2 separate regions of the Mus musculus genome follow, and region 1 is linked to region 2. Evidence: chromatin contacts called from public HiChIP or PLAC-seq data. All regions are on one chromosome and are shown on one strand. Each heading gives the region's core, a stretch centred on a gene start, on an enhancer-like site or on the middle of the called end of the contact. The rest is flanking DNA. Distances are from core to core; before and after follow the strand shown.

Region 1 (4,908 bases), core at 2,102-4,601, 480 kb after region 2:
GCGCATTATCCAGGCTTCCCTCATCGCAGAGCAGCCATGCCTGACCATGACCACGAGAGCCTGCCTGTGGTGTTGCTGCCTGATTAGCCTAGATTAAACACCATAAGGAAGCAGTAGAGAGATCCTTGGGCATTTGAACCAGAGATGAATTGATAAGGCTTAATCCAGTGCCTTATATGGTATGGAGCTGTCTTCCAGAGCATCATATGTGCATCCTAGAAGTGAAGGAAGCAGAGGGAGGACAGAAGGGGAAGCTCTGCCAGGGTGCCATTACTCCTACCTATGCCTCTGTATGCAGCTGAGCGCACTGACACCCGGGAAGCTAGACGTATGCCCAAGGTTGGGCACACCCTGATTTTTCACCTCTTTCTCCACAGTTTCCAGTCAGAGAAGACATTCCTCTTTGGCCCGGATACATTCTATGATGATTGAGGCACCCATCACCAAGGTCGGTCTTCACTGAGTATGCAGGCCCCTGGACCCCCAGAAAAATTGTTTCTCTGACAGAAAAGCAACAATGAGAATGCTCTTTCAGTTGTATAATGTTGTCTCGTCTGGAGAAAGGATGGGTGACAGAGACAGATGGGTACCTAAGATTAACGTGTGTCTGTGGCACAATCACAGACTATTATCAGCCTGACGCTAGATTGCTCTCTGTTTCGAAGGTTACAGAACTCAAGTTTTCTATTTCCACGATGCAGGTAATCAATATTATCAATGCTGCCCAGGAAAACAGTCCTGTGCCTGTGACGGAAGCCTTGAACCGAGTGCTGGATATTCTGAGAACCACTGAGCTGTACTCGCCACAGTTTAATGCTCAGGATGATCCCCATGCCACAGACCTCGTTGGGGGCTTAATGTCTGTAAGTCCATCTCCTAGGCTACTATAGCTTAATGTCTGTAAGCCCATCTCCTAGGCTACTATAGCTTAATGTCTGTAAGTCCATCTCCTAGGCTACTATAGCTTAATGTCTGTAAGTCCATCTCCTAGGCTACTATAGCTTAATGTCTGTAAGCCCATCTCCTAGGCTACTATAGCTTAATGTCTGTAAGTCCATCTCCTAGGCTACTATAGCTTAATGTCTGTAAGTCTATCTCCTAGGCTACTATAGCCTGTCTGTTCCTGTTTGCTTTCTCTGAGGTTGTCTGGACAGTGCTTTAAAAAGACAAGCAGAGCACCCGTGTAGGACTCGGTAAAGCACATCTTCTCCATGGTTTGTGTTCTGCTGTACTTAGACTATGGGGCTGCCTGCTGCTTACCTCCCAGGGAATCCTCAGCTTGGAGCAGCAGAAAGCAACAGTGTTGTAGACGGTCCACTGATAACCCTCTCCAGGGTCACATAGGGTTTTACAAGACATTTCAATTGTATTAAAGTGTCGTTTGTTGTTGTTTTCTGTTGGTTTGTTTGTTTGAGGCAAGGTTTCACCATGTAGCCTTTGCTGGCTGCAACTTGCTAGGTAGACCAGGCTGGCCTGAAGTCATGGAGATCCACCTGTCTCTGACAAAGTGTGTACACTACCACACCTGGCTTGTCTTGGGAAGACGAAAAACCATGGTGGTAGGGTGCAAATCCTTCAGTTCTATCCTCAGCACAAAAAGGAGCCAACAAAGCAAACGAACACCACACACCTTTGCCGGAGTGCTACACGATGCACTGCAGAGTGGAGACTAGCTCCTGCCTTCATGTGTTTAAAAAGGGCCAGGGCGCCCCACTAGCCTTTGGATAACTGTTTAGGAAGAAGGCATTAAGGATGTGCCACTACCACCAGGCAGTGGTGGCACACGCCTTTAATCCCAGCACTTGGGAGGCAGAGGCAGGCGGATTTCTGAGTTTGAGGCCAGCCTGGTCTACAGAGTGAGTTCCAGGACAGCCAGGGCTACACAGAGAAACCCTGTTTCGAAAAAACCAAAAAAACAAAAAAGGGACATGTCACTACATGGGGATTCTTGAGGAGCCCAGGCACCACCTCAGCCAGTGCAGAGCAGCACTCTCACAAGCGAAGACAACTACCATTGTTCTGCTGCCGTCTTAGAAATAAAAGTTGCTCCCTCCCGATTCCTGTGTCCTGGAGCTCATGGGGAGAGGGCGCCCCGAGAGCACATGGGGTACTGAGTGGTTAGTCCCATCCTCAGGGACGAGGGAGGCGTCCACTCAGAAGGTGAGAGAGAAGTGTTCCTGAGACAGCTGAGTTTGGAGAAGAAGAAAATGGGGGTGACCTGAGGGCAGAGGGTGGTTGTCACTATGGTGGGCAGTAGTTGGTCAGCTCACTGGTCATCCTGCCTGAGCCTGGGCTCCAGCAGTAGGGCAGCTCCCAGGAGGTGACTAAATTTGGAGTTGGCCACAGTGGTCAGCCTGCTGGGCTGGGCAGCCTTGCACTGGGCTGTGCTGGACTGTCCTCTCTGGGGCTGTCCATCTGGGTTATGCAGTCAGGAAGGAAGACCATGTGACCATGCCTTTTCTTGTCTTCTTGATTTTCACCAGGATGGCTTACGAAGGTTTTCAGGAAATGAGTATATTCTTGCAACAAAAAGTAAGTTCTCTGTTTTTAATCTCTTACATTGCTATAATACTCTGGCCCAGATTAGATGATGCTCGCTCTCATCAGTAAGCTCTGGGTACGCCGTGAAGCCTCAGAAGCAAAGCAGCCATTTCTGATATAGCACGGCCTACCCCAAACACCAAATGCCACGAACCTGTTAACGTCGTCGTCGTTTTCCAAATTCTGTTACTTTGCAGACCTCCCACCACTTTCAAACAATTTGGCCACCCCCGTCTCCCTTCATGATGTCCCACCACGGATTGCCCTGGCCATAGAAAATGAAGAACAGTGGGACTTTGACATTTTTGAGCTGGAAGTAGCAACCCAAAATAGGTAGGTAGAGCTTGTTTCCAAGGCCTGTGCAGGGAACCGCCCGCCCAAGCAGCAGAGGTGTGTGCAGAGCCATTCCTGGGGTGGGGACAGAGGCTGAGGAAGGAGGAGAGGGACTTCAAGTTGAGTCAGTAGGCCCCAGGCAGAGTTTGCCCAGCTCTGATGGCTTCCTTAAATAGCAGGTTTTCCTGTGACACAAGTCCCTAATTTCTCTAGTATGTGGTATTATATAAGGTAGCAACAAAGAGTCTCCTGCTCCAAACCTAGAACCAATATGGTTAGTTACACATTTGATAAAACTAGCCTCAAATCTTGGTTGCCATATTGGTGGCCCACACAAAGACTCCACCCTAGTTATGTTCATCGGCTTATGGTGGCTGACTGGGAGTTTGGGTTTTGCTGAGTAAAAGCTGTTAACCACAGGATCTTGGCACATAGGGCTGGGCACCCACAGCCAGTGCCAGCCAGGAGTGCGGTTCAGTTTGGGGAGGGTGGCTCTGCTAGGTTGTGGAATGATTCACCGGTCTCACCCCACTGGGTGAGCTGTCTACACTGAGACTCCCACGCACACAGCCTAGCAGTGGCCAGGCACATCCCATAGCAATGAGCCCCTGAGCCCCTGGTTTACATTCCGAGCCATCACAGCTTCCAAAGTGTGGAAGGCAGGCCAGGTCGAGGTCTGTGATGACCTCTGAGATGGCTTCTGTGGGCTGATTTCTTAACCTTCTAAGTCAAGTCAGTAAATCTAAGGAAGGCATGCTTGCTAGTAGCTGGTCAATTTCTCGAGGTAAAGTCTAAACTTTAGACTATAAAGTTGCTGAGGTGATTAGTCACCTGAGTGTGTCTGCGTCTGGTTTATGTCACACTTTGGTGGTATTTCCTCTAGGTAGGCCATCAGAAGTAACACGTGAGGGTAGGATTACAGGTAGCCTGTATAGTCTGGCAAAGGCAGGGTTCTGAAGGTTGTACTTATGCAAGCAGGGTGGGAACTTCACCCCAGCAAATCAAGATGCCTAAAGCAGGCTAAGGCAGAAAGAAACCGTTGTGTGGCCTCCAGCCCACATGGAATACAGTGCAGCAGTGCAGATCAGTTGCCCTGGTACTCTGCACTGTGGCTTGAATGTACTTTGGGTCTCTTCAGAACTCGGGTAACTGGTTTTTGCTCTATTTTATATTGTGCATATTTTTCTTTGTAGGCCTTTGATTTATCTAGGTCTGAAAACGTTTGCGCGTTTTGGAATGTGTGAGTTCTTACAGTGCTCTGAGACAACGCTGAGATCTTGGTTTCAGATGATCGAATCCAACTACCACTCTTCTAACCCCTACCACAATTCCACACACGCTGCGGATGTGCTTCACGCCACGGCGTATTTCCTTTCCAGAGACAAAATAAAGGTGAGCTAGCGTTCCTGTTCCTCATTCAACAGCAACAGTGGGCAGAGATGGGGCTTCCGCCTCAGCTGCCCTCACTGCACCGTAATAACCAGAGTGGTCCTCACCCGTGCAGCGTGCAGCATGGAAGGCGAGGAAGCAGCTGATAGGTTAATCTGCAGTCTCCGCCAGTCTATGAGTCCTCAAGGAGAAACCAACCGAGACAGAACAGGGCTGTCCCCGTGGAGGAGAGGGGTTTCAGTTTGGACCTAAGGGCACACTGAGCCTCTTTTAAGCCCCTCACCTGTGCTGTGAGTCCTGACCATTCCTGCCCTGCCCCGCCCCTCAGCCCCTCAGCTGCTGGCTAACCATCTGACTCAGACAGAGCTTCTAATTTTCCTGCCCCAGGAGGGAGGTCACTCCTCTCTCCTGGTCCCTCACAGCATTCGCACAGTGCTGCCATTGTGTTCTTTCCAGAGCAGCATGTCTGCCCATCACTGCCTTGAGCCGCTTCCTGCCCCACAGGCACTCAGACTTCAAACACTGTGATACACTGCCGTGCCACACCGCCATGAAGGACTCCCCTTTCTTCTTCACTCCCTGTGCCTAGGACATGCAGGCAAACCATTCAGGTCATACGTCAGTGTCTGAAGCATTTGTCTGGGG
Region 2 (5,387 bases), core at 481-2,980:
TGAACTCACACAGCCCTTCCCCAGGGAAGTTTCTCATTTCTTCCAACAGAACGCTTTATTTTTATAAATACATAATAAGTTCATTTCTAAAACTATAAATACATGTAAGGAAAGGTTGGAGACATGTCTGTTTAGGAAAAAAAAACCCACAGCCCAAAACTCCCTATTACTGTTTTGCTGCATATCTTTTTGTAATGGAACAGCTGTTCTCAACCTGTGAGTTGCAATAACCCCTCTGGGGGAGGGGGAAGGTGTCAGATGACCCTTTCACAGGGGTTGCCTAAGACCATCAGAAAACATAGACATTTACATTGCCATTCATAACAGTAGCACAATTACAGTTATGAAGTAGCAACAAAAAATAATTTTATGGTTGGGGGTCACCACAACATGAAGAACCGTATTAACAGCATTAGGAAGGTTGAGAACCACTGTAATAGAAAAAGCTGTATAGCGGGGCCAGGCAGAATGGAGCAAGCCTGACTTGGGAAGTAGAGTCAGAAGGATCAGGAGGTTAAAGGTCACTTATTTTGCTGAACAGCACTTTGGAGGCCAGTCTGAGCCACCACCCCCATCTCAAAAAAGAACAACTAACAAACAAACAAACACTTGGGCCAATCAGAATCGGGAGCTCTTGGGGCTCAGGAGATGGCTTAGTTGGTAAAGAGCTTGCCCATCTCACCTACACCCCAGTAGAATCCATTGATGAGCTCCAGGCCAACAAAAGAACGTGTCTCACAAGTGATAGACTATGTCCTGAAGATGACACCTGAGGTTGTCCTTGATCCTCCACAAACTTGCTTATGCACCCACATCTGCATTTAAAAACAAAACAAGCCTGGCATGGTGGCGCCCGCCTTTAATCCCAGCCCTCGGGAGGCAAAGGCAGGCGGATTTCTGAGTTCGAGGCCAGCCTGGTCTACAAAGTGAGTTCCAGGACAGCCAGGGCTATACAGAGAAACCCTGTCTCGAAAAACCAAAACCAAACCAAACCAAAACAAAACATAAATCTCTTGTGGGTTTTTGTTTGTTTTGAGACAAGGTGTCTCTGCTTAGCCTATGCAGACTTGGAACTCCATAACTCAAAATCCTCCTGCCTCAGTTTTGAGTGCTGGGCTAGCAAGTGTGCACCTCTAAGGTGTCTTGGTTTTGTTTCGAGTTGTTTAAAGGGCAGGGTAGAGTAACTGGGGCATCATCTCTGCAGAGGGCTCTGAGGTGAGTTTCACATCTCTTGCTCTGATATCTTTTTTTTTTCAAGATTTATTTATATGAGTATACTGTAGCTGTATTCAGACACACCAGAAGAGTGCATCGGATCCCATTACAGATGGTTGTGAGTCACCATGTGGTTGCTGGGAATTGAACTCAGGTCCTCTGGAAGAGCAGCTAGTGCTCTTAACCGCTGAGCCATCTCTTCAGCCCCTGCTCTGACATCTCGCGTATTTGATTTACAGGTATCACAAAGACACTACGGGACACTCGCTTCTGCCCAGGCGTTCCCAGTGGCGACAAATACATTGTGAAGGGTTATGGGAAAAATGGCTTTCATATCCGAGAGAGGTCACTCCCTTTTCACACCATCTGCATCAACAAGATGCTGTGCTGTGTGGGGCTGACAGGCTCCACTTTCAGTGTCGAGTGCTTTTGGGAAGCCTCTGAGCATAGTGGCCAGGGTTCATATTGGCCAAGTCATCCCGACCTCCCGACCGACAGTTCTCACCAAGCTGCAGAGTAAGGAACACGTGACTGAAGCCCTGCCAAGTTCAAGTTGCCTGGCCACAGATGATTCACAACGCAAAGAAGTGCAGCTTCACCAAGTTTAATGCAGATGAATCTGAAGACAATGGTAGCTGAGAAGTCGCTCATCCCTGAAGGCTATGGGATCAGAAATATCCCCCATCATCCGCTGGAGAAGTGCTGGGTCCTGCAGAAAGAGTTTCCACTGTGCTGAGACCTATACCGCACTAAATTGTGTTCAGTGGTATACCTCACATCCAGTTTGGGGGAAAAAAAAAAGGCGGCGGTGGAGTGGGGCAAAGAGGAGAATTTTGGTGGCTGGGAAGTTTGCAGAACAGAGAGAGGTCGGATTTCATGAGATTCTGCTACCTGCTTCCTGCTGCCATCCCACGGACAGACAGCACATGAGAATAGAGGCCTAGAGGCCGGTGGCAAGCTAGAACCCGAGAAAGAACATTCCTTTTAAAACCAGTCACAGATGGTGGCACTGCCAGGGGGACCACGCCCTGGGGGAGGGCTAAGAGGAGGAAGTTGCTGGAGATGGGCATAGAGGAGGATGTGCTCTTGTTTAGGGAAATAGGGATGGAGCCAGGGACTTCAGAAGAAAGGAGAGCGTTTTCCCTGTGAGGTGGAGAAAGACCCTGAAATCCGGCCAAGGAAATGGTGTTTCTGAAATGTAATGTTATACAAATTGCCAGGTGAGCATCCTTAAAAGAGAAAAGTCTCAAACATTTTTCTTTTCTTTCTTTTTTTCTTTTTGAGACAGGGTTGCTATGTGTAGCTCTGGCTGCCTTGGAACTAGCTCTGTAGACCAGACTGGGTCCACCAGCCTCTGCCTCGGAAGTGCTGGGATTGAAGGTGTGTGCAACCCACTCATCCCTCAAGCATTTTTATTCATTCATTCATTCATTCATTTATGTATTTCCCCCTCCCCCTCCCAATGTACAGGGTTGAAACCCAGGCTTGTCCTAGTGCTCTGCTTCCTCCAGTCTTAGTTAGACACTTTTACTTTCAATAATTTCTTTCTTTTTGTTCTGGCATGCATATGTGTGTACGCATGTTTGAATTTATGTGTTTGGCCATGAAGGCCTGGCTCACATCTGGTGCCCTCCTCATTTGTCCTCTATAGAGGCCGGGCCTCTGGCTGAATGTGGATCTCCTCAATTCTAGCTGCTCTAACCAGAAAGCTTACTCTCAGGGACCTCCTAGCGCTCTCTCCCAATGCTGGGGTTCCAGGAAGTCAGCAGGCCTTCAGGGCTCTTACATGGGTTCCACGGGTTGGAACTTTGTCCACATTTTTACGTTCCAAGTGCTTTATCCACTGAGCCATCCCCCAAGCCTGTTTGTCTACCTGTCTGCTTTTGATTTGTGTAGGAAGAAATGAGAAAGTACTCCTGACAGTGGGGCACGCTAAGGAAGGAATAGCCTGGGTTTTCTTGTTGTGTGAAACAGAGACTCACTATGTAGCCCTTGTTAGCCTGGAACTTGCTATGTGGACCAGGCTGGCCTTGAACTCACAGAAATCTTCTTGCCTCCACTTCTAGAGTACTACTGGGATTAAAGACATGTACCTGGCCAACAGCACTATATTAGCAAAATCTTTTTTACATTACAGTCATAGAGAATGGTTCAAAATTAATCCCCAGTCTTTTGACTGGAAAATCTGGAGCAATAAAAACCAGATGACCAGATGGTGTAACCTGGGTGGGCGGCTTAGACCCTGTCTCAGAGCATGAAAATGTAAGGTATTAGTAGATACAAAGCTATGGCATTGATGAAATACACACATTTTTTTTTAAATGAGAGTAGAATCATGCTATGAATATTACTTAGTAATTTGCTTCTACAACTTATTTAGGAGCAAATAAATGTCCAGAAGGATCCTGGCCCTCTGGGTCTAACCTGGAGCAAACTGAGTCCCAGCCTGGGTTCTGCCTACAGGCTTTGGCCTCCATTTTTTTTGTCAGAGCTGATGAGCTGTTAATCTTTAACCTTCAATCCTGCCTTACTCTAAGCTATTACTCATTCTGAGCACATGAAAGAACTCTTGTTTCACAGCCTGGACTTGACCTTAACAAACATCTAAAACTCTGGCTCCAGTAAGAAACAATATACCATCTAGTTAATTGTAAGAAGTCCCTATAATAAAAATAGGAAATGGATTTTCCAGCCATTTTTTCCCCTTATTATAGATCCCTTTTCCTTTATGTTACATTGTATTGTTATTTGTTTGGGGTGTGCTTGTGGGTACATTCATTTACATGTGAGTGAATGTATTTTAATTGGGCATGCCCACAAAATAATTTAGCACATAAAAGAGATGAATTTAAGAAGAAAGCTGAAATGGCCACAATGTGTTAAAATCTTTTGACCTAAACAACATATGAAAACAACTGGAGTTATACCAGAACAATTACATGGACATGTGACACAACTCTGTGACACTGGGACACCTAGGTCAGGGGAAAAAAAAGTTAGAAAGCTTATCTCTCTTTAAGTCCTGAGTAAGGCTTAGTAACACAGGCGATCAAAAGGTGAAGTTCCTCCAAGAGACTTAGGGTAATCCCCTTTCTCTCTTTCTAAATAGCAGAGGAAAGGACAGGTTTTTGTTTGTCTTTATCTTTTTGAGAGAGGCAGAAGTGTTCTTTCCTCCCAACCTGTGGGTCCAGGGTTGGTGGCATGTGCCCATACACACCGAGTGATCTTGACAGCGCCTCATTTTCCCCTTGTGTGTGTGCACATGCATGTTCAATATGTCTACATGTGCACATGGAGACCTGAGGCTGGAGTCGGGAATTTTCCTCTTTTCCCTATTTTTGAAGCAGGGTTTCTTGAGACCCCGAGCTCCCCCATGCTGTTGGTATCCAGCAGCTTGTTCCTAGGCCTCCAGTCTCTACTCCTGGGCCAGACGCAGGAGCACTTGGCATTTCTGGGGAACGCTGTTTATGTAAAACCTGACACCCCCACTCCTGTAAGTGTTCTGGCAGATATAAACATTCTGAAGACACACTTGTCTCTCCATCTGACTAGGAGACTTTTGAAGGAATGGATTCCAAGGATAATGCTGTTTCCCAGGAATCTCATGTTGGGAAAAGGAAAGGTGCTAGCTAGCCAGAGAGACACGCCTTCCTCAAAGAGATCTCAAACAACCCTGGCGACTTGTCAAACTGCCTTACAGAACCAGACTAAAACCCAGATGAAGATGAGTCACTGGCGGGTGTAACTGTAACTGTTTCTTTTTTTTTCCCTTTTGGTTTTTTGAGACAGGGTTTCTCTGTGTGATGGTTTCTATATGCTGGGCCCAGGGAGTGGCACGATTAGAAGGTGTGGCCCTGTTGGAGTAGGTGTGTCACTGTAGTGTGGGCTATAAGACCCCCATCCTAATTGCCTGGAAGCCAATATTCTGCTAGTAGTCCTCAGATGAAGATGTAGAACTCTCAGCTCCTCCTGTACCATGCCTTCCTAGATGCTGCCATGTTCCTGCCTTGGTGATAATGGACTGAACCTCTGAATCTGTAAGCCAGACCCAGTTAAATGTTGTCCTTATAAGAGTTGCCTTGGGATGGGGAAGTGGGGAGAGAGAGTAAAAAAAAAAAGTTGCCTTGGTTATGATACTAAGACACTCTGTGCAGCCCTGGCTGTCCTGGAAC

The links. HiChIP or PLAC-seq counts read pairs in DNA pulled down with a chosen protein or histone mark.
Region 1: a FOXA1 HiChIP or PLAC-seq map of pancreatic cancer cells shows a contact between it and region 2. The contact joins two enhancer-like sites. A contact is called at or near these places in 3 of 115 datasets of contacts at active chromatin or transcription factors (embryonic stem cells, large pre-B cells and pancreatic cancer cells).

Annotation. Positions count from the first base shown.
Region 1 is chr7:81,316,585-81,321,492 of GRCm38.p6, forward strand. It overlaps Pde8a (phosphodiesterase 8A), which reads left to right. Exons shown (of 22, transcript NM_008803.3): 13 at 378-448; 14 at 702-863; 15 at 2,484-2,532; 16 at 2,739-2,874; 17 at 4,068-4,266. Among named protein-coding and RNA genes, the nearest start is that of Rps17, 26 kb to the right of the region's middle. Within about 2 kb of position 3,352, at least 70 of the 459 cell types and tissues checked have an H3K27ac peak or open chromatin away from gene starts, as enhancers often do. A contact at or near this core is called in pancreatic cancer cells, where this site is marked.
Region 2 is chr7:80,836,216-80,841,602 of GRCm38.p6, forward strand. No RefSeq gene overlaps it. Among named protein-coding and RNA genes, the nearest start is that of Zscan2, 22 kb to the right of the region's middle. Within about 2 kb of position 1,731, at least 73 of the 459 cell types and tissues checked have an H3K27ac peak or open chromatin away from gene starts, as enhancers often do. A contact at or near this core is called in pancreatic cancer cells, where this site is marked.